Linked DNA regions of Sus scrofa: regions 1, 2 and 3 are each linked to region 4. The links are chromatin contacts, called in public Hi-C and promoter capture Hi-C maps. All regions are on one chromosome and are shown on one strand. Each heading gives the region's core, a stretch centred on a gene start, on an enhancer-like site or on the middle of the called end of the contact. The rest is flanking DNA. Distances are from core to core; before and after follow the strand shown. Region 1 overlaps TSPAN18 (tetraspanin-18). Region 2 holds the start of EXT2 (exostosin-2). Region 3 holds the start of ALX4 (homeobox protein aristaless-like 4). Region 4 holds the start of CD82 (CD82 molecule).

The links. Promoter capture Hi-C pulls out the DNA fragments that hold promoters and counts their contacts. A called contact is a pair of places that touch in the nucleus more often than the background predicts.
Region 1: a contact with region 4 is called in a Hi-C map of retroperitoneal adipose tissue, with 2.7 times the contacts expected there. The contact joins the enhancer-like site here to the promoter of CD82 in region 4. A contact is called at or near these places in 4 of 5 promoter capture datasets (fetal liver, fetal skeletal muscle, liver and 1 more), 19 of 47 Hi-C or Micro-C datasets (alveolar macrophages, brain, embryonic fibroblasts and 12 more) and 1 of 2 datasets of contacts at active chromatin or transcription factors (skeletal muscle).
Region 2: a promoter capture Hi-C map of fetal skeletal muscle shows a contact between it and region 4, with 6 times the contacts expected there. The contact joins the promoter of EXT2 here to the promoter of CD82 in region 4. A contact is called at or near these places in 1 of 5 promoter capture datasets (fetal skeletal muscle), 5 of 47 Hi-C or Micro-C datasets (embryonic fibroblasts, mesenteric adipose tissue, omental adipose tissue and 2 more) and 2 of 2 datasets of contacts at active chromatin or transcription factors (alveolar macrophages and skeletal muscle).
Region 3: a promoter capture Hi-C map of liver shows a contact between it and region 4, with 4 times the contacts expected there. The contact joins the promoter of ALX4 here to the promoter of CD82 in region 4. A contact is called at or near these places in 3 of 5 promoter capture datasets (fetal skeletal muscle and liver) and 13 of 47 Hi-C or Micro-C datasets (alveolar macrophages, embryonic fibroblasts, heart right ventricle and 7 more).

What each region holds. Positions count from the first base shown.
Region 1 is chr2:17,486,292-17,488,991 of Sscrofa11.1, forward strand. The region is part of intron 6 of TSPAN18 (tetraspanin-18); the gene reads right to left. Among named protein-coding and RNA genes, the nearest start is that of TP53I11, 39 kb to the left of the region's middle. Within about 2 kb of position 1,265, at least 18 of the 83 cell types and tissues checked have an H3K27ac peak or open chromatin away from gene starts, as enhancers often do. A contact at or near this core is called in epiblast stem cells and retroperitoneal adipose tissue, where this site is marked.
Region 2 is chr2:18,237,850-18,240,549 of Sscrofa11.1, forward strand. It overlaps EXT2 (exostosin-2), which reads right to left and starts at 1,380. Exons shown (of 18, transcript XM_021083158.1): 1 at 1,223-1,380. It overlaps ACCS (1-aminocyclopropane-1-carboxylate synthase-like protein 1), which reads right to left. Exons shown (of 15, transcript XM_021083160.1): 15 at 1,398-1,475. The coding sequence ends at 1,435.
Region 3 is chr2:18,069,457-18,072,156 of Sscrofa11.1, forward strand. It overlaps ALX4 (homeobox protein aristaless-like 4), which reads left to right and starts at 1,270. Exons shown (of 4, transcript XM_021083157.1): 1 at 1,270-1,703; 2 at 2,512-2,700. The coding sequence starts at 1,628.
Region 4 is chr2:17,801,747-17,804,446 of Sscrofa11.1, forward strand. It overlaps CD82 (CD82 molecule), which reads right to left and starts at 1,426. Exons shown (of 9, transcript NM_001145218.2): 1 at 1,268-1,426. It overlaps LOC102166930 (a long non-coding RNA gene), which reads left to right and starts at 1,938. Exons shown (of 2, transcript XR_002341490.1): 1 at 1,938-2,332.

The DNA.
Region 1 (2,700 bases), core at 15-2,514, 320 kb before region 4:
GGCTGGCAGCTGCAGCCCTAGCCTGGGAACCTCCATACGCCATGGGTGTGGCCCTAAAAAAAGAAAAAAGAGAAGTTGATCATCAGGTGACATGGACATTAGGCTCACTGTCCCTGGGCTGAGGGTCACCGGACCCCCTTAGGGTTTAGCCTCAGGGCAGGGGCGGGGCACGCCTGGCTAACCCCTATCCCCAAGCCTCTGCTCTCTGCAGGCCTCTGAGGCAAGTTCCAGAGGTGCCTAAACTTGCTCCCTCTTGGCCCTTCTCAAGACAAGTCTCCCCTCCCTGCCCAAAGGTTGAGGAGGTGGCTCAGACCTCTTAAAGGACCCCAGGGGCTGCCAGCAATGAGGCTTGGAGCCCCTCTTCAGCTAGAACCGTCACATGGCCAGGTCCAGGTTGGAAGAGACAGGAGATCCTCTTAGTTTTTAGATCATGAGTCTTTCTGAAAACATTCCAGAAGCTGTGGTGGGCCCCCCCTCCACATGCAACACATATGTACACGCACACGCACACAGAGGCCCTGACATGATATTTTGCACCTAATTTTGGGTGAGTTTTGAACCACTTGAGTCCCTTCCAGGTCAAAAGCCCCTGGATAAGACCCTGGTCTGAGAGACAGGAGACCTGGGTTCGAGGGCCCTGTCTTTGACCTGAACTGTGACTTCAGGATTGTGTGTGCTGGGCATCTGAGAGAGGGACAGAGACAGAGAGAGGGAGCAGGAGTGGGGAGGGGAGGGAGGAGGGGAAGCAGAAAAAGTAAAGAAAGCGGGAGAGGCAGGGAGAGGGGACAGAGGCAAGGCAGCAAGAATAGAAACCAAAAGATCAGGAGAAAGGCAGAGATAGACAAGGAGACAAAAGTAGAGAAATAGAAAAGAAAGGGAGAAAGGGACATAATGAAACAGAGACAAACAAGGAGGAAGGAGGCAGAAGAGAGAGGTGGTGGGAAGGGGGGCTTTAAGGTTCAGCCGCAGCTGGGACTTGAGGCAAACCGCCTCTGGCCCCTGGTCTCACCCCTAAGTGCCAGGAGAGCGAGGGTGTCCTTTTCTAGCTGGCAGGCTCAGAGGAGCCACACAGCTAGAGAGGGCTTGCGAGACCTGGAGCCGGCTCCCAGCCCGGAGCCCCAGCCTGGCTTCCTGTCCTGGCTTCAGGGATGAGCCCATTAATGTTGGATGAGCCCCAACACTGAGCCTCAACCGAGGGCCGAGGTGCAGGGCAGGGGTTGGGAGGTTTGCTGTGTCCTGGGACTCCTCCTACTCAGCTCCTTTCAAAATCCCCGGCAGCCCGAGCCCAGACCTTTCCACGCACCATCTGATGCTGTGCAGAGCCCTCCACCAGGGGGCGCCCACGGGTTTCTTTGTTTCTCTCCAGCTGAAAAGTTTGCAGTGTTTACGCTGCTGCCGGAGGCCAAAGGGACCCAGAGCTCCCCAGCCACACATTTCACAGCTGATTTCACTTTCTCTCTGTGACACGAATGGGGGCTGTCCTGCCTGTTCCAAGCTGGGGAGGAGGCACCGTGCCAGATCTCTGCCTCCCAAAGCCACTGCTGCTGGCTCAATGACAGGAGCGGACAGAAGCCTGGCCAGGAAATCCCTCAGCTGATCAGCCCATGTCACCGACCAGCCCACATCTCCCTATCATTTAACTCCTGACCCACCCACCCACCCACCCACTTGGCCAAGAGGAGTGTCTGCAAGTCGGCCCATCCACATGCACACTTTTCTAAGCTGGGCTGTTTTTAACTTACCCTCTAACAGGGTTGCCCTCAACTCAGTTTTCCCAGCCCTGGGGGCACAGCACCTTGTAGGGGAGGAAGCCCCATCACCAAAGCCCGGGGAGTAAGCAGAGGCCCAAAGCATCACAGCCCATGTGAATGCAGAAGAGCAGTGAAACAGGACATCCAAGCTCGTAACTCACGGCAGAACTGGTTGGGCCTTCACTTAACAAGCAGACAGTGAGCTCAGTGAGGTTAAGAAATTAGACCAGGAGTTTCTACTGTGGCTCAGCGGTAATGAACCCGCCTAGTATCCATGAGGGTGAGGGTTCGATCCCTGGCCTCGTTCAGTGGGTTACAGATCTGGAGTTGCTGCAAGCTGTGGTGTAGGTCATAGACATTTCTTGGATCTGGCCTTGCTGTGGCTGAGGTGTAGGCTGGAGGCTGTAGCTCTGATTTGACCCCTTGCCTGGGAACTTCCCTATGCTGAGGGTGCGGCCCCAAAAAGAAAAAAAGAAAGAAAGAAAGAAAGAAACTAGACTACAGCAGGGCACATGCACAAACCCAGGCCCACCCAGATCATCCTCGGGGACTCGCCTGCTTCCCACAAGCCCATCTTCCAGGGAGGGGTGGCCATTCTTGGCCCTCAATGCATCTACGGCAGCTAGTGAACTATGCAGCCTGGAAGGCAGATGGAGCGCTATTTATTTCATGAATAAAAGCCCTTCGGAGATCATATCATTTCTATTTTGGAAGTAGAAATGTGAAAGCTAAATGATTTATCCAATAGCCATCTTAGCTTTTACCAAGGAGTTATATATTTTAGCTCTTAAAAGCAAGTGAGTTGAAAAGCATCAAGAGTCAACACTCTCAGTTGATCCTGCCTTGGCGAATCCTGGCTCTTCAGACCTAGAGGCCAAGGCCACCCTCCACCAGGGGGCAGCTCGCCCACACAGCAGGCACGGGTCCAGGGCAAAGAGCGGGCTCCAGG
Region 2 (2,700 bases), core at 130-2,629, 440 kb after region 4:
TTTATATAAAAAATAAAGACATGTGCCCCCTTACAAGAATTGTACTATAATGAACACAATGCTTGTAATTAAAGGACTGATAACTACACATGACTTTGGCCCTGCTACACGCCAAGGTCTGTTTTAAGTACTTTGAGTTAACTTATTTCATCTTCCTAACAGTGCCATGTGACAAGCTATTATTATTCTCATTTTACAGATGGGGAAAGTGTAACAAGGACGGCTAAGTAACTTGCCCACTGTCACACAACTAGAAAATGCCAAGGCATATAGAGAATGGCAGCCTAGCTCTGGAGCCGGAGCTCTGTCTAAACCGCCAGGTGAAGCTGCCTCCCCTGCTACCCTTAAAAGCCGGAATTAGATACACCTTTCGCATTGCTCAATGAGCCAGCTGACTTGAGAGAGGCAAAATCTACCCATTCACATGGCCATATGCAACCCCATGGCTCAAGTCAGCAGAAGCCAGGAAGGACAGAAACTGAGTCATATATTTTATCACCATATCTAGCCTTTGAGCTCTGAAGTTTACAAACAAAGTCCAGTTTATCTCCTTAGGGCACTCCATTGACAAAGAAGAACTGAAATTGACACATGTCTATTTCAAGCTATCTTCAGACAAATAAGAACACTTCTAAATTAGCACTTCCCAGTAAGTAACACCAAGGAATTTTAACTTCAAAATTGTATAGATATACCTGTTTCTGCAGCCAGTAGTAAAACTCCAAATGCTTCTGACTTTCAACTACATGCCCAGGGCCGGGACACCACTGGCCACCTTTGACACGGGAGCGCCAGGTCCTGCACAGGACGCCACTGGCCACCACAGGGCCCAAAGCTCAAGAATCCCCGTGGGAGGAAGCAGATCCCTGCAGCTCGCAGGAAAGAGCAGGCAGCGGAGAGGGGTCATGGCAGAGGGTGGGCCCTTCGGAAAGGACGCCACAGGATTCTGGGAGAAAGGAAAGGTGTGAGCAAGGGAGGCAGGTGGGAAACCAAAGTGCAGGGCGGGCCAGGTGGTGAAGGAGAGGGCGGGGCAGAAGTCAAAGCGCCCCCAAAGCGGGAAAGCACCGTGAGTGGCTCCGGTGGGGGTGAGGGTCTCCTCCAGTAGCCCTCCGACCTCCCCGCCGTCCGCGCTCCCCCGGTGATAGGGGCCCGACTCCGCCGCGGCCGGGAGAGGCCCAAGCCAGCACCCAAGGCCCACCAGGCCCTTCCAGGCCGCACTTACCTCGGCCACGGCTGCCTCCTGTTGGTCACCAGCTCATGCCGCTGGGCGTGGGCCACAGCCGCCAAGGAGGGATCGTGCGGAGCTGCGGGTCGCCACCAGCGGTGTCGGCTCTGCTACAGCCAGCGGAGAGCCGAGAGCCGGCAACTGGGCTCGGCGGTCTGACACCGAGGGCACTGCGCATGCGGAAGCCGCCGGGGCCGGGCCCACGCCCTCTACTGGACGGGAGGAGTCAAGGCACCGCTGAGCGTTTCTCCTAGGCGGGCGGGAGAAGCTTAGGTTCCACAGTGAAATTCGAAGACCTGCAGCATCCCTCATAATAAAGAAACTGCAAACCTAAACACCAAGGCATTATGCGTCACTTATAAAATAGTTATAAAACTGACAAAAATTTAAAAGTTTTATTGTAATCACTATTGATGAGCATGCGACATTCTTGAAGGGCAAGTCAGCCTTATCCATCAAATGTAAAATGCTGATAATTTTCCCCAATAACCCCTCTGTATGGAGTCTCCCCTATGGATATTCTCAACAACTATTATCAAAAATATTTATTACAGCGTTGTTTCTAAGAATAGCATAAACCCAGCAACAACCAAAATAAACTATTGAAATTTTTATATTAATCAAAATAAATTATGATTAGAATAATAATGAGAGAAAGAATGTATATTGTTGGTATGGAAAGATCTCAAAGACATGTTAATATGAAAACAGTTTAAAATAGACAAGTATGCTCCCTTTTATGTAATTATATATATATGTGCAAAAACAGAAGAGAGAAAATATATAGGTAGATGCTTAACTTCAGGCATATATATCATTTTTTTCTGGAAGGAATCCAAGAAGCAATAAACAGTTTTAGAGGGATTAATTGTGGAGGTAGATATGGGGAAGAAAAACTTTCACTTTCATTTTATTTCTTTCTTCATTTCATAGTACATGATCTAGTCTTCTACTACACAGCAAAATCCCTATCATAAGACAGTGACTGGAGTCTAAAAAATTCAGTCAAATGCAGGGTAATGTTACGGAGAAGTTAATGAAATGATGCCACTGAATCTATGCAGTCTACAGATATTGGCTGCAGAATCCAAATCCATCTGGTCCCAGCTGTATCTTAGCACCATCTGGTGGAAGTTATCACTTAGAGCTTAAATATTCATGGGGATGATTCTGAGTCTAGAGACCCACTGGGGCTCCCAGAAGCAACAGAGATTCCAGGAATATTCTTGTGAGTTAATGCCTGCTTGTCACAGATCCAGGGAGATTAGGACGAGAATATTCTGAAGGCAGGAAACCCACATTCTGACTCCCCACATCAAGAGAACACTTGCTCTGCTCTCCAAATCTATATCTCCCCCCAAAAAACATTGAGAAATTTAGCATTCGTATACCACATGTGAGAAATGGATAAGTGGAGAGTATTTTCACTTTCTTCTTTGTCTTTCTCTGTATTAAAAGTATACATGTTTTGGAGT
Region 3 (2,700 bases), core at 20-2,519, 270 kb after region 4:
ACCGGATCCTTAACCCCCTGATCGAGGCCAGGGATCGAACCTGCATCCTCATGGATACTAGTCAGATTCATTTCCGCTGCACCACAACAGGAACTCTGACCTTTGCTTCTTATAACACAGCGTTTCCTCTGCACGGCACAGCCCCTGTTGCTGTGTGGGGTAGTCCTGATCCCAGGCTGAATGCCAGAGGATACTGTGAGGTTCCGTGAGGTCATGGCATGGGGCTTGGGGGGCACTGCTTGGGCAGAAGGGGCAGGGGCTGCCCCCCTCGTCTGGCCTCCAGGAAGTTGCATAACAGAGATGTTTATTTTTGGTGAGGCTGGGTGGGATTTCTTCTCTTAAAAAAAAAAAAAAAAAAAAAAAAAAAAACTCAAAACATAAAACTTATTTGTCTGCCAGGAAGATAAATATCTTTGCTGAAAGCTCTTGGCTCGGCTGCCAGCTGCAGTTTGCAGAATGCTGTCACCGAAGCCGTGGTAGTCTGCGTGCGCCTGGGCTCACATGGCTGTCATACATGATGCCTGAGGGCTGGCCCCCCACCCCGCTGGCATCGACGCTGCCGGTGGCCCCCGGGGATGGCCGCCCAAAGCCGCTTCCAGGCCCACTCTGGGCATTCACCTCTGCCCGCTTTTCTGCAGTGCCTTGGTGGGAGGTGAGGAGGACAGAGGCAAAATGGCCTTGTCGGCTTCCCCAGCACAAAGAGAGTCCCCAGTCTACACAGAAAGCCAGGGATGAGAGTGAACCTGAAGCTCCAGCCCCAGAACCCAGGCAGCGTCAGGAGGCCTGGGCTAGAGGCATGGTCTTGACACTTAATGTCCACTGCTCAGATCTCTTTTCCCAGAAGAAGAGACCGAGGGTCAGAGGGGTTGGTGCTCACACCAGCCACAAATGGTTGTCATGGTCAGAGCTTTCACGAGTGAAAGGTCTTGTCACCTGCTCCGCACACGTCTTATTAACACGGGTGTTATTTCGCTCTACAAGCGTCACAGTCAATGGAATTTGGCTCAGAGAGGGACCCACACCCCTGTCTCCAGACACCAGCCCAACACCCCTCCCACCACACCCGCGCTCACTCCTGCTCTTGGGTGCCCCGGGGAGGGCCTGCCCATGTGGAGGGCTTCTCCAGGGTCGGAATCTTCTGCTGCTCACAAGTCCAGACCAAAAGTGGGAGTTCCTAGCTGTATGGACAGAAGCCTGTGCGGCCCACATGTCAGCCTTTTTAATCCCACAAGATCCTAGAGACGTCTTCCTCCCCATTTTATAGGGAGGGAAACTGAGGCACAGAGGTTAAGTGAACCGTGCAAAACACACAGCTGGGGAGTCACGCACGTGACATTCACACCCTGGTACCAGTCCCAGAGCCTGTGCTCTAACCTCTGCCCTGGAGTGAGTGTGTCTGCTCAGGGTGCTAAGTGTGTGGTTTGGACACGAACAAGCTACTCCTCGTCCCAGCCTCCCACCCTGGCCGCCGCCTCCCCACCCTCAACCTGCATGGGTGGATTGGCCCTTCCAGCTCTGAACGTCTGGGCATCAGCCAGCAGAGCCCCGTTCTTTTAGACAGCAATGGCTGTGGGCCCGGCCGTGAGCTTTATATAAATCTGCTGGGGCCCCTGTCACCGTCCTGGGCATGGAGGGGGAGGCGCCCACCGTCCTGAGTACACGCAGCCCCCACCTGGAGGGGCAGGACGCTGTCGGACCCTTAGGTGAGACCGGTGCAGAGGGCTAGGGGATGGGCCCCCTCAGCACTGGATTCTCAGGCAGTCTCCATCGTCCCCCCTGAACCCCACATAGGACCAGACCGGGAAAGGAGGGGCCTCCTCTCTTCACCCCAAACCCTGTGGGGCCAAAGCTCCACTCTGGGAGCCTGAAGCCCTGAGACAGCATCCTCAGTGCCTGAGGAGAAGTTCTAGCAAAGGGAGGCCTTCTGCAGGGAGAAGCCCAGGGCCAGTGGGGTGGAGATTAAATGGAGCAGAGGTCGAATTGGCTGACCCAGAGTCACAGAACATTGGAGCTGAAGAAGGCCTGATCGGAGATTTTTTTTTTCTTTTTTTGCTTTTTAGGGCCACACCTGAAGCATGTGGAAGCTTCCAGGCTAGGGCTCAAAGCAGAGCTGCAGCTGCCAGCCTATGCCACGGCCACAGCAACGCAGGATCCGAGCCGCGTCTGTGACCTACACCACAGCTCACGGCAAGGCAGATCCTTAACCCACTGAGTGAGGCCAGGGATCGAACCCGAATCCTCAGGGATACCAGTTGGGCTCGTTACCATGGAGCCACAACGGGATCGTCCTCATTCTGAGATGATTGATGGATGGCAGAGGCTCAGAGAGGGAAAGGGACTCATCCATGGTCACACAGCCTGTTCATGGCAAGCCAGGGTTAGAACCCGGGCCTCCTGACCTCACGTCCAGTACATCCCCAAGAGGGGGAGGCAGCAGGTGGCTCCCTGACCCTTCCTCCTCTCGTGCTGGGTTCAGTCTTCGGTGTTTGACCTTGTTTCCTCCCCCCGCAGCCAAGGAGAGCTCCCTGGGGGAGCCGGAGTTGCCGCCCGACTCTGACACCGTGGGGATGGACAGCAGCTACCTCAGTGTGAAGGAAGCTGGGGTGAAGGGGCCCCAGGACCGCGCCAGCGCCGACCTCCCCAGCCCACTGGAGAAGGCCGACTCCGAGAGCAACAAGGGCAAGAAGCGGCGGAACCGAA
Region 4 (2,700 bases), core at 176-2,675:
CGAGGCCTCGGTGGGTGCCTCGGAGCCTTGTTAAGCGCTTTACATGTATTCTATTTTTTTTTTTTTTTTTTTTTGCCTTTTCTAGGGCCGCTCCCATGGCATATGGAGGCTCCCAGGCTAGGGGTCCAACTGGAGCTGCAGCAGCTGGCCTACACCAGAGCCACAGCAACACGGGATCTGAGCCACGTCTGCGACCTACACCACAGCTCATGGCAAAGCCGGATCCTTAACCCACTGAGCAAGGCCAGGGATCGAACCTGCAACCTTATGGTTCCTAGTCACATTCGTTAACCACTGTGCCACGATGGGAGCTCCTACATGTATTATTCTATTAAGTCCTCACTACTACCATTGAGTATCATCACTACCCCCACATTACAGATGAGAAAACCGAAGCTTAAAAGGGGAGTGGAATCCAAAGGGCCCGTCCTTGACCACTGAACTAGGCTGCCCAGCTCCTAGGACCCTGGCACAGAGCACCTGCCACCACCAGGGACAGAAACCACCAGCCCAAGGAAGGGACCCAGGGCAAGTAGCAAGAGACATGGCTTCTGGGCTTGACTCTGGGCCCAAAGTTAGGTGGGGTTTTCCCTTGTCTTCCCCACTCACCCAGATAAGAATTTGTCCCCTAGTTTCTGCCGGGGGCCTCCCAAGCCAGCTCACCTGGAAAAGCCCTGGGAAGGGCCAAACACCCGCTGAGTTTCCCACCTCAAGTCTTAGTGGGCTCTCAGAGTTGGGGGGGGAGGGGAGGCTGATATCTCTTTGAATTCAGCCGCCCCCCTCTGCCCCCACTTCCCCAGACCCGTGGGTTTCAAGTCCCATCCGAGGAACTAGTGTGACCTTTAAAGCAATTCGCTTCACTCTTGCAGTGAGTTTGCTTTGCTCCGTGTCACTCTGCAAGGAGACAAACTCTAGTCTGGGCGGCGCGATCTGAAGACCTGTTGTGTCCGCTCTCATCTGCCAGCCTCACCTTCCGGAGTTTCAGTGAGAAAGGTTCACCTGGTTCAATCCCCTCCTTTTACTGGAACCCGAGAGGTCCAGAGCTAGGTGGGGGGACGCGCCCGGGGTCACACAGCTGGTGCACGGCGGAGCCAGAAAACTGGGGGTCAGGACCCGGGAACTTAAGCTCCTTCTCACCCACCAGCTGCCTTCGGGGCCCAACCTGTCACTTGCTCCGAGAAAGCTGCCCGAGCGGCCTCTGGAAGTTGGGGCGAAAACTAACTTTGCTCGCTGTTGCCGACAGGCCTCCCCCCCCTCAGTTTCTCACCTGCTGGCTCTGCTTTTTGCTCGGCGCTGCAAGCCCGGCGTCTCCCGCTCGCGCCCTGGTTAGCGTCTGACCGCGCAGCCCTGGGTTCGGTCTCTTGGTCGTCCCCCTCCCGGCGGTCGTCTGGGAACTCAACGGCCTCGGCCAGCCCCGCCCCTGAAGTGACCACGCCCCTTCGACACGCCCCCTCGGCCTCTGGACGTGGGGACCGCCAGCCCCGCCCCCACACCCTGCAGGAATGTGGCCTGGCACCCGGCCGGATCAGGCCCCGCCCGCTATGGTCTCTCCGCTCTAACCCGCCAGCCCCGCCCCGTGTCCCGCCGGAGGGGGCGGGGGCGGAGCTACACTCCTTGCCCCGCCCCACTACGGCCCCCAAATCGATCCCGGTCTGCCCCGCCCCAGGTCACTCTGGGGAGGGGGCCGACCCCTGGGCCTGCCTCCTGGGCCGGGTCCTCTGTGTTCCTCCGGCTCTGCCTCGATAAAGGCCTGTCTGGCCGGCTCGGCGCTCCACCCCTGCTAGGTGAGAAGCCCCGCTCGCAGCGGGACCTAACGGTCCCGCCCCTCCTAGGCCTGCCTCATCCTTCCCGTCCCTCCCTAGACCCTCCCTCCACCACCCCCACCGCCGAATCCCTCTTCTCTGGGTGTACCCCCGCCCCCTAGGTTGAGGCCACGCCCCAGCAACGCCCCTTCCCCGCTTCAGCGCCTCCCTAATCCTGCCCTGCCCTGGCAACCTTGCTCTGGGCGTGCAGGCCTCCGGGCCTTCACGCTGGCATTCCAGGGCGGGCGTATCCGGGTGCAACCGGGGAACGGCTCGGGAGCGGTTTGCGTTCCAAGTCCCGGCCTCTATCAGGAGGTGGCTTGGACCTAGGCACTTTTTCCAAATACTAACAGCTACCACCGATTGAACTCTCACCAGGGGCCTGCTCTATGCCAAGCCCTGGCTTAGAAAAATAAAAGAACTGGCCACTGAATTCGCACAACTCTATCCCCAAATGTTGCACCTATTTTACTGAGCAACCTGATGCTTAGATAAGGGAAGCCATGGCTTCTGAGTCTCGCATGGATCAGGTAAGCAGGATCCACCCCCTGGCCTTGAATCGTAGGCAAGGCTTGACGCTGCACCAGCTTGCCTGGACTGGCCCCTAGAGCAGTGGCCAGGACCAGCTACTTGTTGGGGCAGTGCTAGCAGACTGCCTGAGGTAAGGGAGGAGGCATAGCTTGAGACAGGGGTGGCAGGAGGGGCACCTGGCCCACTTCTCAGAAGCTGGTTTTCTTCTTGAGAAGAAGGGGCTTAGAATTAGGATGGGCTGCAAAAGGTCTTTGGCTGCGGTGCCCCCACCTGCCTCCTGGCCCTCCACACTCCCAGACCCCAGGGATCAGCCTCTGGTTTCTGCGTTATTCCAGAGCCATTCACCTGTGCAGCTGACAAAGCTCTT